2 separate regions of the Sus scrofa genome follow, and region 2 is linked to region 1. A link is a contact called in public Hi-C data. All regions are on one chromosome and are shown on one strand. Each heading gives the region's core, a stretch centred on a gene start, on an enhancer-like site or on the middle of the called end of the contact. The rest is flanking DNA. Distances are from core to core; before and after follow the strand shown. Region 1 holds the start of OSR2 (protein odd-skipped-related 2). Region 2 has its middle 60 kb from the start of POP1.

The links. A called contact is a pair of places that touch in the nucleus more often than the background predicts.
Region 2: a Hi-C map of subcutaneous adipose tissue shows a contact between it and region 1, with 1.8 times the contacts expected there. The contact joins the enhancer-like site here to the promoter of OSR2 in region 1. A contact is called at or near these places in 1 of 5 promoter capture datasets (fetal skeletal muscle) and 6 of 47 Hi-C or Micro-C datasets (embryonic fibroblasts, epiblast stem cells, heart right ventricle and 3 more).

The regions. Positions count from the first base shown.
Region 1 is chr4:37,894,817-37,899,948 of Sscrofa11.1, reverse strand. OSR2 (protein odd-skipped-related 2) reads left to right here and starts at 2,014. Exons shown (of 4, transcript XM_005655349.3): 1 at 2,014-2,401.
Region 2 is chr4:38,593,305-38,598,436 of Sscrofa11.1, reverse strand. No RefSeq gene overlaps it. Among named protein-coding and RNA genes, the nearest start is that of POP1, 60 kb to the left of the region's middle. Within about 2 kb of position 2,861, at least 6 of the 83 cell types and tissues checked have an H3K27ac peak or open chromatin away from gene starts, as enhancers often do. A contact at or near this core is called in subcutaneous adipose tissue, where this site is marked.

The DNA of each region.
Region 1 (5,132 bases), core at 765-3,264:
GGGCGAAGTAAACACGTTTAAGGAAAAACCTGGGTTCAGGAGATTTGCGGAAAGAGGGCGCAGCTCGTGGTTATTTGGAAATTCTTTTCAGCCCGGGATAAAAGCAGGGAGTTCCGCGCGCGCGCGCGCGCGCACACACACACACACACTCACAGTCACACTCTGTGGGAAGGTGTGAAGCCTACCTCTGGGGGGTTACCTCTACTTACAGACAAGGAAATATGAAGCGTGGAACACCACCCCGGGAGTCTTGTCCTGGGGGTCTGAAAGAAGAGAAAGTTCCCTCCAAATCTTCCAAATTGAGAAAAGCTGCGGAAGGAATGAGGCGGTTAGAGAGAAGGGACCACAGGCATCCCCATAGCTAGGGCTCAGGACTGAGCGCTAAAATGAAAGCACCCCTATAGAATCCATTAGGGAAAAACTTTTTTTTTTTTTTTTAAAGTCCTGAACTCAGGCATTCCGCTTCTTCCGCACTGTTCCTCAAATCTATTTTGAAGCAGTTAAATACTGAAGGATATTCAACGCTCGGGTCTCCGTTCCAACCTCAGTTTTTAACCTTAGCAAATTTGAAATTGGAAAGAAAAAAAAAAAAAAGATCTGCTATCTCTGAATTATGTTTTACCAAAGGAACGAAAAATTCTATCCACCTCTGCATAAATAAAATGGAAGGGATTTTATCTTAATAAAATAATATCCTGTAGCTTCTGCCTGGCTTCCCAGTCACTGTTTGACCTTTTGGCAGTTTTTTAGGCTTCTGCTTATATTTGTCCCCTTCCCCGCACGATTGAGATTATTTTAATTGTGCTTAGGAGCAGCACATCCAAAACCATATTCTGGCGGACCACCTCTGAACTGTGTACATCCGCTTGGCTCGAAGACCTGCGCCCCTCCAAGCTCAGACTTGCAGGGGGCTAACGCAAACCGCCTTTGGAGAACTCGTCTGGGACGAAGGGCATTTTACTCAGTGCTGCTCACGAAGATCTCATCTGGACACAGGCTTTTTAAGATGAGAGTATGTCATCCTCTTTCTGTCACTTGGTCCCCCTATTTCCAGAGTAGCTGAAGTGCGTTCTGCAGTTACACTCACACGGGACCGAACCTTTAGAAGAACCTGAAAAATGTATCACTACACTTCAAATTCGATTAAGTTTCCTGGCGAATGAACAATGAACCCTGTCTTTGCTAGGAATGGAGATGCACACGTTTGAAAAGCTAGAATAGTATTTTCCTAAATATTTTTAAATGATTGCTTTTCCCCTATTCCAGATGAATTCTTTATTGTTTGTCAATGGGTTGCAGATGCCCACCCCTTTAACCAAGTTAGCTAACTGCTTGTGAAATGTACATTGGCTGATTAAAGCTTAAATATTGGGAAAAAAATTCTCCTGGGATATTCTACATTGTCTTTGCAGTAATTACGAAATTAGTCAATTGTCACCTCTATAAACAAACTTCGTTTTGAAAACAACAGACGAAAGCAGACTATACATACAGTCGTAATTGACCAAAAGTATGTACACAACTGTATTTAAAATTAGGGGAAGGGTGATGTATGCTGGCGAATACAATCTAGAAGTGATTGATTTTTACCTACGAAGAAGATGGTTATGTTAAACGTGATTAGACGTGGAAATTAACGCGGCGAGCGCGCCAAGTAAAACTGCAAAATGCACTTTGGGCTTCTCTGCGGGGTCTTTGGGAGGCAGAAGGCCAGTTGTTCTGTTTCCAACATTATTAGGAAAAGTGGCACCGAGAAGGAAGAGGGTGGGCGTTGTGTTTGTGTGTGAGCTTTGAACTGAGTCACCTTGGCCATGTAACAGGGAAACCTCGAGCAAACCTGTCTGTGCCTTTAAGATTCAGTTGCTATCCAAACACAAGTAAACAGAGTGGACCATTAGCGGGCGCCCGGCGCGGAGGCGGAGCCTGGGCGCAGGGGGCCCGGCGCGGCTGCGGGACGCCCGCCCGAAGGGGAGGCGGGGCCGCTACTAAAGCCCGACTCAGCCCGCCGCGAGCAGCTTGGGGAGGGACGCGGGCGGGGACAGAGCTCCGTACGCTCGCTGCTGGAGGGTGATGGCCCTGCGAGGCTGCAGGCTCCGACCTTACCCGGAGTCGGCGGCGAGAGGATCGCAGAGGCGCGAGGTTCTGGGCTAGCGCTAAGTGCGAACTCCAACCACCCCGGGTCTTTACACATTCTGCGTCTACAGACTCTGACCAAGGCGACTCAGAGGATCCGCTCTGGTTTGAGCTGCTCGTCGTCCTCCAGATCATGTCCGCAGCTCCCTGGACTCCGCGCGGAAAAAGAAGTTTGTCAGGCGTGGACCCAATGACCTTTCCAAGCTGTGTGCCTCACTCTCTGGACCAGGTCTGAGTGGTGCTCCCCAGGCGGACCTTTCTGCTAGAGGTGAGTGTCTGTTCTGGGAACCGGCTGCAGCTGCCCTAAAGGAGGGAAGCTGCAGGGGGTGTAAGGGGGCGCTCAGATTCTCGGTCTGGTGTGCCGCGAGTTCAGACGTTTTGAAAAGAAATCGTATGCATGCACTCCAGGGCGTTGTATTTTTCACTTTATCGGATCCCAGGCACGCCGCTCCCAGCTAACACGCCACACACGCTTTCGTGAGCTGTTTTTAGGGTGCGTGTGACATTTAATCTAAGCATTCAGGAAGGCTTCTTATAAAAGCTGATCTACGTACGTTGAGATAAAACGCCACAACCTCATATTTTTCCTAACCCTACTGTGGGATTCCTGGTCCTCCCGTCCCGAGGCGGCCGCGGCAGCGCGGACCGGCCGGGACATAGAGTGTCTGCCTAGCCAGAGCGTTTCAAGAGGAAAGTAGTAGTTGAATCCTAGGTAATTCTCTAACCTCGTATTGGCCTTTTGATTTTCCTCTCATCCCTCCAGCCCTGGAGAAGGGGACAGAAGGCAAATTCCCCTGGGGTTTAAACGCTTGGATTCTTGAGACATGGCAACAGAGAAAAGAGTTGCCTTTGTAGGAAGAAGGGGGGAAAAAGGTGTTTGTTGGAGGGAGCGCTGGCTCTGTCTTTCTACCTGTTAGGAGGGAACAAAAGAGGACTGGCGTTTCCCAGGGCGAAACAGACAGCCACTTTCTCTGTTAAACAAACTGCAGTCCTGAGCAGAACAAGAAAATTACTCACGCAGGGGGGAGCGAGGGAGCAGAGAGAAACAGAACCCAGATTATGCGGAAGGCATCTTAATTTAATTAACTCCTTGGGAAGGCAGAGGCGCAGCGAAGGGGCAGGAACTTCGAAGCTGTTTCTCTCTGTTCACCTGATCTAGTCTGTCCATTTTAATTTAATTTTTTAAAAAATGACCTCCTTAGATCCAATTGGAGTCTAGCTCTCTGATTTTGTAAACATCTGTTGTGGCTTGAGCTGAAGTTCAGTGAGCCTGTGGATCCATCAGTCATTTCTCTCAGACTCCAACACACAGGTTTTAGCAGATGACCTCTGACCGTATATTATTTTTAGATAATTCGGTGTAATAACACATTACCAAACAGCGAGACTTCTTATCAAATTACCACTACCTTTCTGTCGCCAGTGTTTTGAAAGCTTCACTGAACTGAAATTAGTATGTACACCTCTCACTTGTTGACAGCCAGTGAACTAAATTTTACAAAACTTCTGACCATGTCTGGAAATTCCTGTGAAGAAGACTGATGAAAGGAAACTAGTCTAAGTTCCACCAAAATATTTATGTCTTTTCATTGGTTTAGGTTTCTTTCCTTGCAAAATTAAAAGTAACCAATGGTCCAAAACGGGATGGTGGAGAAGTGACAGCAGATGAAGACTGTTATTGCCTGAAACAGAGTGTGAGAACTACATGCTCAGCTCTAGACAAAACGAAAGTACTTTAAAGCTCTGCATTGACTTAAAATATCTTTGACATATATTTCCAGCTAGTCAGCAGGAGAGTGGAAATGTAAACTCCCTAATTATTCATGGCAAAAAAAAAAAAAGGTTGGTGGACATTTAAGGTTGTTCTGTTTGTGAAGAGTTTGCTCTTCTATAAAGACACTACTTGTCCTGCAGATTAAAATGAATAATACTATGAAATAGCACTTTTGTCCCACCATGAAGCTGAAGTCTAATAGAGGCCTTAATCTTTGTGTTATAAACTATTTGATGAAAAGGGAAGGAAGATGGCATTCAAGTTTCTGCTGGGAGAATTAACATGTAACCTCTATGGCAGAGTTCACTTTGTACACTTGGAATCAAAATCACAAGTCATGATAGTCCTTCAACCGACAACCACCACACACACTCACACACAGGCACCTACATACACGTACATACACACATACACGGGGAATGTGGTGGGAATTGCACTTTGCCTCCTGTATTTACTTCTAAGAAATCTAGTCTGGGAAAACACCCAAATAATAATTTTGGTTTCCTCTCCATGGGGGAAGTGGCTTTTTAACACTCGGAGAAAAAAAATAATGATTTGAATCTCTAGAAAAATCCTCCTTATGCAGAAAGAAGGAAATAAAGGTGAATTTATTATGTTTCATGGAGAGGAAATAATTGGATAGATTCTATCAGGGATGTTATTAGTAGAATCCTCTTTTCCTGCCTCTCTAGGAGAGGGTTTGAGGGTTGCCCCTGAACAAAAATGAATTGTGATTTGTGGTGGGAAATTGTATTACTAATGGAGGTTTACAGTTTCGGTTGAATGGTCTGACTGAGACCCTCTGACTGTTACACACCTCTCATTAACTCCCAGCCTCAATTCCCACACCGCATACCACCAGGCAGAAGCGGTTCATTAATAAATCCCTGTCTCCGAGCCGGTCCAAACAGAGGAGGAGGGAGGGAAGGTGTGGGCCTCACGGAGGCAGCCAGATTCTGCCTTGGCAGAGCGCTGTGTCATTAGCGCAGCCCCCTAAGCCTGCGCTCCGATAGAGCCATAGGCAGCACTTCACAACACACTAGAGAAGAAAGTTTCAGGCCCAGAAAGGGCTGGTGTAGAGGGATGTCTAGACAAACTCTCCCCCCTTCCTGCTGGGTTCAGAAGCCAGGCGTAACTGTTGATGGCTCCGATAGGCCTGCCTGCCCCTCTCCCGGGAAAGCGCTTAGCTGCGAGTCCCGCACCTGGGGAGCCATGTTCGGAGGCC
Region 2 (5,132 bases), core at 1,612-4,111, 700 kb before region 1:
TCTGGCGTGTGTTTTATCCTGGGCCAGCCTCATCACAGGGGGCTCTGCCCACCACACCTGCCCAGAGGCTGGAGGGGAGGGTGGCCGTGGGCTGCATGTCTGACATGTTCGCAGCTTGAGTCCGTGGACACCTCCCCAGGTCTGAGGAGGAGTGGAGAGAGGGAAGAGGGGAGCAGGAGCAGCTAGGGAGCCCCAAACCCCAGCACGACACCTCCCTCCTCATCACCACCCCCACCAGGGCTTCCTCAGCCTGTGTCTCCCTGTGGCATGAAAACAATTCTGCCAGCATGGCATGTGGGATGCACTTTCAGTTTCTTTCTTCAGTCACTGTCAGGAACAAAGAGAGCTCCCTCTGTGCTGGCCTTTGTGCGCAGTCATCCGGTTACTGTTTATAACCATGCTCTCACCATGGGCTCCATTTTACAGATGCAGAAACTGAGGCATAGCAAAGTTCAGTGATTTGCTGGAAAGTCACAGATTCGGGGACTGGGAGGGCCCAAGCCAGCTGACGTGGAGCTGAAGCTCACAGCCGCACCCCATGCTGTGCCTCCACCTCCATCCCCCCCAACTCCCCGACCTTTATCCCCTGGGACCATCAGTTCTGTGTCAGAACAAACACGAACCAGGCGCACGCTTTGTCCTGAAGCCATTCAAGGTCAACAGCTTGCTCCTTTGGTACCACGTGAAGAGTGTTCAGAACTTTGGCTCTTGGTCTGGCATCAGAATTGAGTCTTTCTCATCCTGACATTTTTTTTTTTTTTTTCCTGGGAAAGATGGCCCTCGGAGTCCCAGTGGATTCATTTCATTTGCGTTTCTCCCTCTCTCATTTTGCCCTGATAATGCCGCTGTTATTTACGATCTGAGCACCAGCCAGACCATTCATCTTGCCTTTGATAGGCATGTGTGAAAGGCCCATGATGACGTTTCCCACTTGGCCCGGTCCATGTTCAAAACATCAGCCAAAAGCGAAGCAATAAAAAACACGGCCCCCCTCCCCCCCAGAGAAGAGCGGGTACACAGCGGAGCCGTGTCTTTCTGAACCCAGAGAGGTCGTTTCCAGACCTCACCTCTCCTCCCGATCTGCCGAGCCTTGGTCTTTGGATTTTAGTGCATCTCATCCTTTTCACCTGGCCCCCGAGTCGGGGTGGGGCGGGGAAGCCGGCTGCCCCTGCCGCTTGTGTGGGCCCCCTGGGGCGCGGCTCCCCAGTCCCGAAGATGAGGATTAGTGTTAATCTCCTGTTCACGAGGTTGAGTCAAGAGTTATTCTTTCCATCTGTCGCCTCCAGGCCAGACCTCTCTGTCCTCTCTTCCACCCCAGATCTCCGAGAAGCAACGATGATAACCTCGTGCCTGTACACACGTGCAGAGCCTCTGCAAGCCCAGCTATCCAGGGCCAGCTTGGGAGCTGAAAGGCCCCGGACAGGCGTCTTAGCCAACCTCCTCCCTCATTCTGCAGGGGAGGGGGCGTCACACTGTCACCCAGTCAGAGCCGCTCAGTAACAGCCGGGACCAGAGCCCAGGTCTCCTGATCAGGCCAGGCACTTCTCAGGACCAACTTTTAAAGTAAAACTTTTTTGCAGAAAGAGTCTAATATCCACAAGGGAATGAGCAGGTTGCACTCAAGTGCTGCAGCTCTGCTTTCTTCCTCTCTTGTTTTTTGCTTTGTTTTGCTCTTCTTAGCCACCTGCTGGCATATGAGTTCCTGGGCAAGTTATCAGATCTGAGCCGCTGTTGTGACTTGGAGGATCCTTAAGCCCACTGTGCAGGGCTGGGGATTGAACCTGCGTCTCAGTGCTCCAGAGGTGCAACCGATCTCATTGTAGCACGGTGGAAACTCCTCTTCCTCTCTTGTGACAGCCCCAACTTTCTTCAGCAGCTCTGCCCTCCGCATCTCTTCCTTTGAGGAGCTGCCTGGAATGCTGGCGAGAACAAGAAGGCTTGGGTTTGAAGTTCCCGTCGTGGCTCAGTGGTTAACAAACCTGACTAAGGTCCATGAGGATGCGGGTTTGATCCCTGGCCTCGCTCAGTGGGTTAAGGATCCAGCATTGCTGTGAGCTATGGCATAGGTCGCAGAGGTGGCAGAAGCAGCTTGGATCCCATGTTGCTGTGGTGTAGGCTGACAGCTATAGCTCCGATTAGACCCCTAGCCTGGGAACCTCCGTATGCCATGGGTGCGGCCCTGCGTTGCTGTGGCCTATGCCAGAGCCACAGCAACGCAGGATCCGAGCTGCGTCTGCAACCTACACCACAGCTCACAGCAACGCTGGATCCTTAACCCACTGAGTGAGGCCAGGGGTTGAACCTGCATCCTTATGGATCTTAGTCAGATACGTTTCTGCTGAGCCATGAAGGGAACTTCCCACTGCACCTTCTTGAAGCGAAACTCAAGTGAAGTCACAGCAGCACAAGTGCCTTTGTGTTTGTGATTACAGCTCACAAACCTTAGCTTATGTAACATGGCATATGTCACAGCAATTCTGAGTTACATCATCCTCATGTTATAGAGAGAGAAACTGAGGCTCAGTGAGGTGAGACAGTACCCAGGGTCACACAGCTAATTGGAATCAAACCCATATCTGTCTGCATCCTTAACTGGGTAGTCCCAGCGACCTCCCGTTAATAGCCCCTTAACCAATAGGGGCTTAAGTCATCAAGAGCCAAAATAACCAAGGGTCCAAACATTGCCTGCCCATTCTCAGAGACTTCACAGTGGGTAGGGGCTGGGGCTGAGGATGGCTTGCTCAGGATCCCTGTTTCCCTCAAAATTGTGGGCATGAGAGGGGGATCCTAATCACGAGAGAGGGTGCTCTCGCAGGGCGAGATGGTGCAGTTACCCAGTATGGCCGCGAGGTGGCGCCGTGTACCGACACAGGCACGCCCCCAGGTTCCTGGGAGATGAGCCTCAGTTCAGCCTGGGGAAAGCTGGGAATGGAGAGATTTCTGAAATTCAGAAAGCAACCCCTGGAGGGGCAGTTTTGTTGTTCAGTGCTGCAGCCCAGGAACCGATGAGGTTTTTGATTCCACAGGCATTTGAAGAGTTCCGGCCACAGACCAGGCCCTAGGCCTGGGGGACCCAGAGGCATATGTGACGGGGTATGTCCCTCAACCCTGGGAGCTCATGGTCAACCTGGGGAGGCAGACGCAGATACCCTTACGCCCTTCAAAATGAGTACAAAGAAAGCAGGACAGTTTTTTTCATGGTCTTAAAAAAATTAAAGAGCTCCCTGGCGGCTCAGTGGGTTAAGGAACAGACGTTATCACTGCTGTGGCACAGGTTCCATCCCTGGTCCCAGAACTTCCACCTGCTGTGGGTGAGGCCAAAAAAAGAATAGGAAAACTTGTATTCTCTTTACCAGGAGCAAATGAGAACATGCTTTCCCAACCTCACCAGCCATTCCTGCCTGCTCACTGGGAGTGAACTAACCCCTTAGGAAGTGGAGTCTGAGGTTTTTAGGGCTTAGGTGAATATTCTCAAGACCAGTAAAGGGGAGTTCCCGTTGTGGCTCAGTGCTTAACGAATCCAGCTAGGAACCATGAGGTTGCGGGTTCAATCCCTGGCCTCCCTCAGTGGGTTAAGGATCCGGCATTGCCGTGAGCTGTGGTGTAGGTCGCAGATGCGGCTCAGATCCTGTGTTGCTGTGGCTGTGGTGTAAGCCGGTGGCTACAGCTCTGATTAGACCCCTAGCCTGGGAACCTCCATGTGCCATGGGAGCGGCCCAAGAAATGGCAAAAAGACAAAAAAAAAAAAAAAAAAAAAGACAAAAAAAAAAGACCAGTAAAGGGCCTTCCTCACTAATCAGGTCCTACCACTTATGACCAATCCATCTCACTTGGGGCAGGCCTCTGCCTCCTATACTAACCTGGTAAGCTCTAATTCTTCCTGCAGTCCCTACCCATCTACCCTTTCTGTGTCACTTTTCCAGAATCTTCCAGAATTAACCACTGCCTTCTGTGTATTGTGTACCCTCTGGTAACTGGACATTTGCCACGTTATGTAGTAATTGGTCTGTTTACAGATCTGTCCTGCTCACCTAGCACAGTGCCAGGCAAATGAAAATGTGCTTTTGAGGCACTTGCTGAATGTAACTTGCTGAGTTACTTGAGAGAGAATGCGTGCACTGTGACACCTAATTCAGTCCTAACAACACCCTGTGCGCTTGATATTATCTGCATTATTTTACTTTATTGCTCTTTCAGGCCACACCCATGGCATATGGAGGGTCCCAGCCTAGGGGTTGAATTGGAGCTGTAGCCAATGGCCTACACCACAGCCAAAGCAATGTGGGATCCGAGCCAAGTCTGTGACCTACACCACAGCTCACAGCAACACCACCCGATCCTTAACCCACTGAGTGAGGCCAGGGATCGAACCTTCATCCTCGTGGGTACTCATCAGATTCATTTCCACTGCGCCACGATGGGAACTCCTATCTGCATTATTTTAGAGACGAGGTAATACTAGTTAATGCAACAGGTCAATCCTGAAATCTCAATGCCCAGAAGTTCTTCTTTTTTTTTTTTTGGTCTTTTTGTCATTTCTTGGGCCGCTCCCGTGGCATATGGAGGTTCCCAGGCTAGGGGTCAAATCAGAGCTGTAGCCACTGGCCTACACCACAGCCACAGCAACATGGGATCTGAGCCACGTCTGCGACCTACACCACAGCTCACGGCAATGCCGGATCCTTAACCCACTGAGCGAGGCCAGGGATCGAACCCGCAACCTCATGGTTCCTAGTTGGATTCATTAACCACTGAGCCATGACAGGAACTCCTCAATGCCCAGAAGTTCTATCTCACATCATAGCTATACCCTTCTTCCTCCTCAAAGCTGCTTCTAGAAAACTTATTTCCAAGGCTGTCTGCTTCAGCTGCTGTAACAAAATACCACAGGCTGGCTTTAACAGCAAACATGTATTACTCACAATTCTGGAGGATGGGAATTCCAAGCTCAAGGTGCCAGGAGGTTTGGTTCCTGGTGAGGACGCTCTTCTTGGCTTTCCGACGGCCTCCTGTCTGGTCATCTCTCGTGGGAGGGGAGAGAGAGATGCTCTAGTCTCCTCTCCTTTTCTGAAAAGGACCCAAATCCTATCACGGAGACCCGACTCTCATAACCTCATCTCAGCCTAATCACC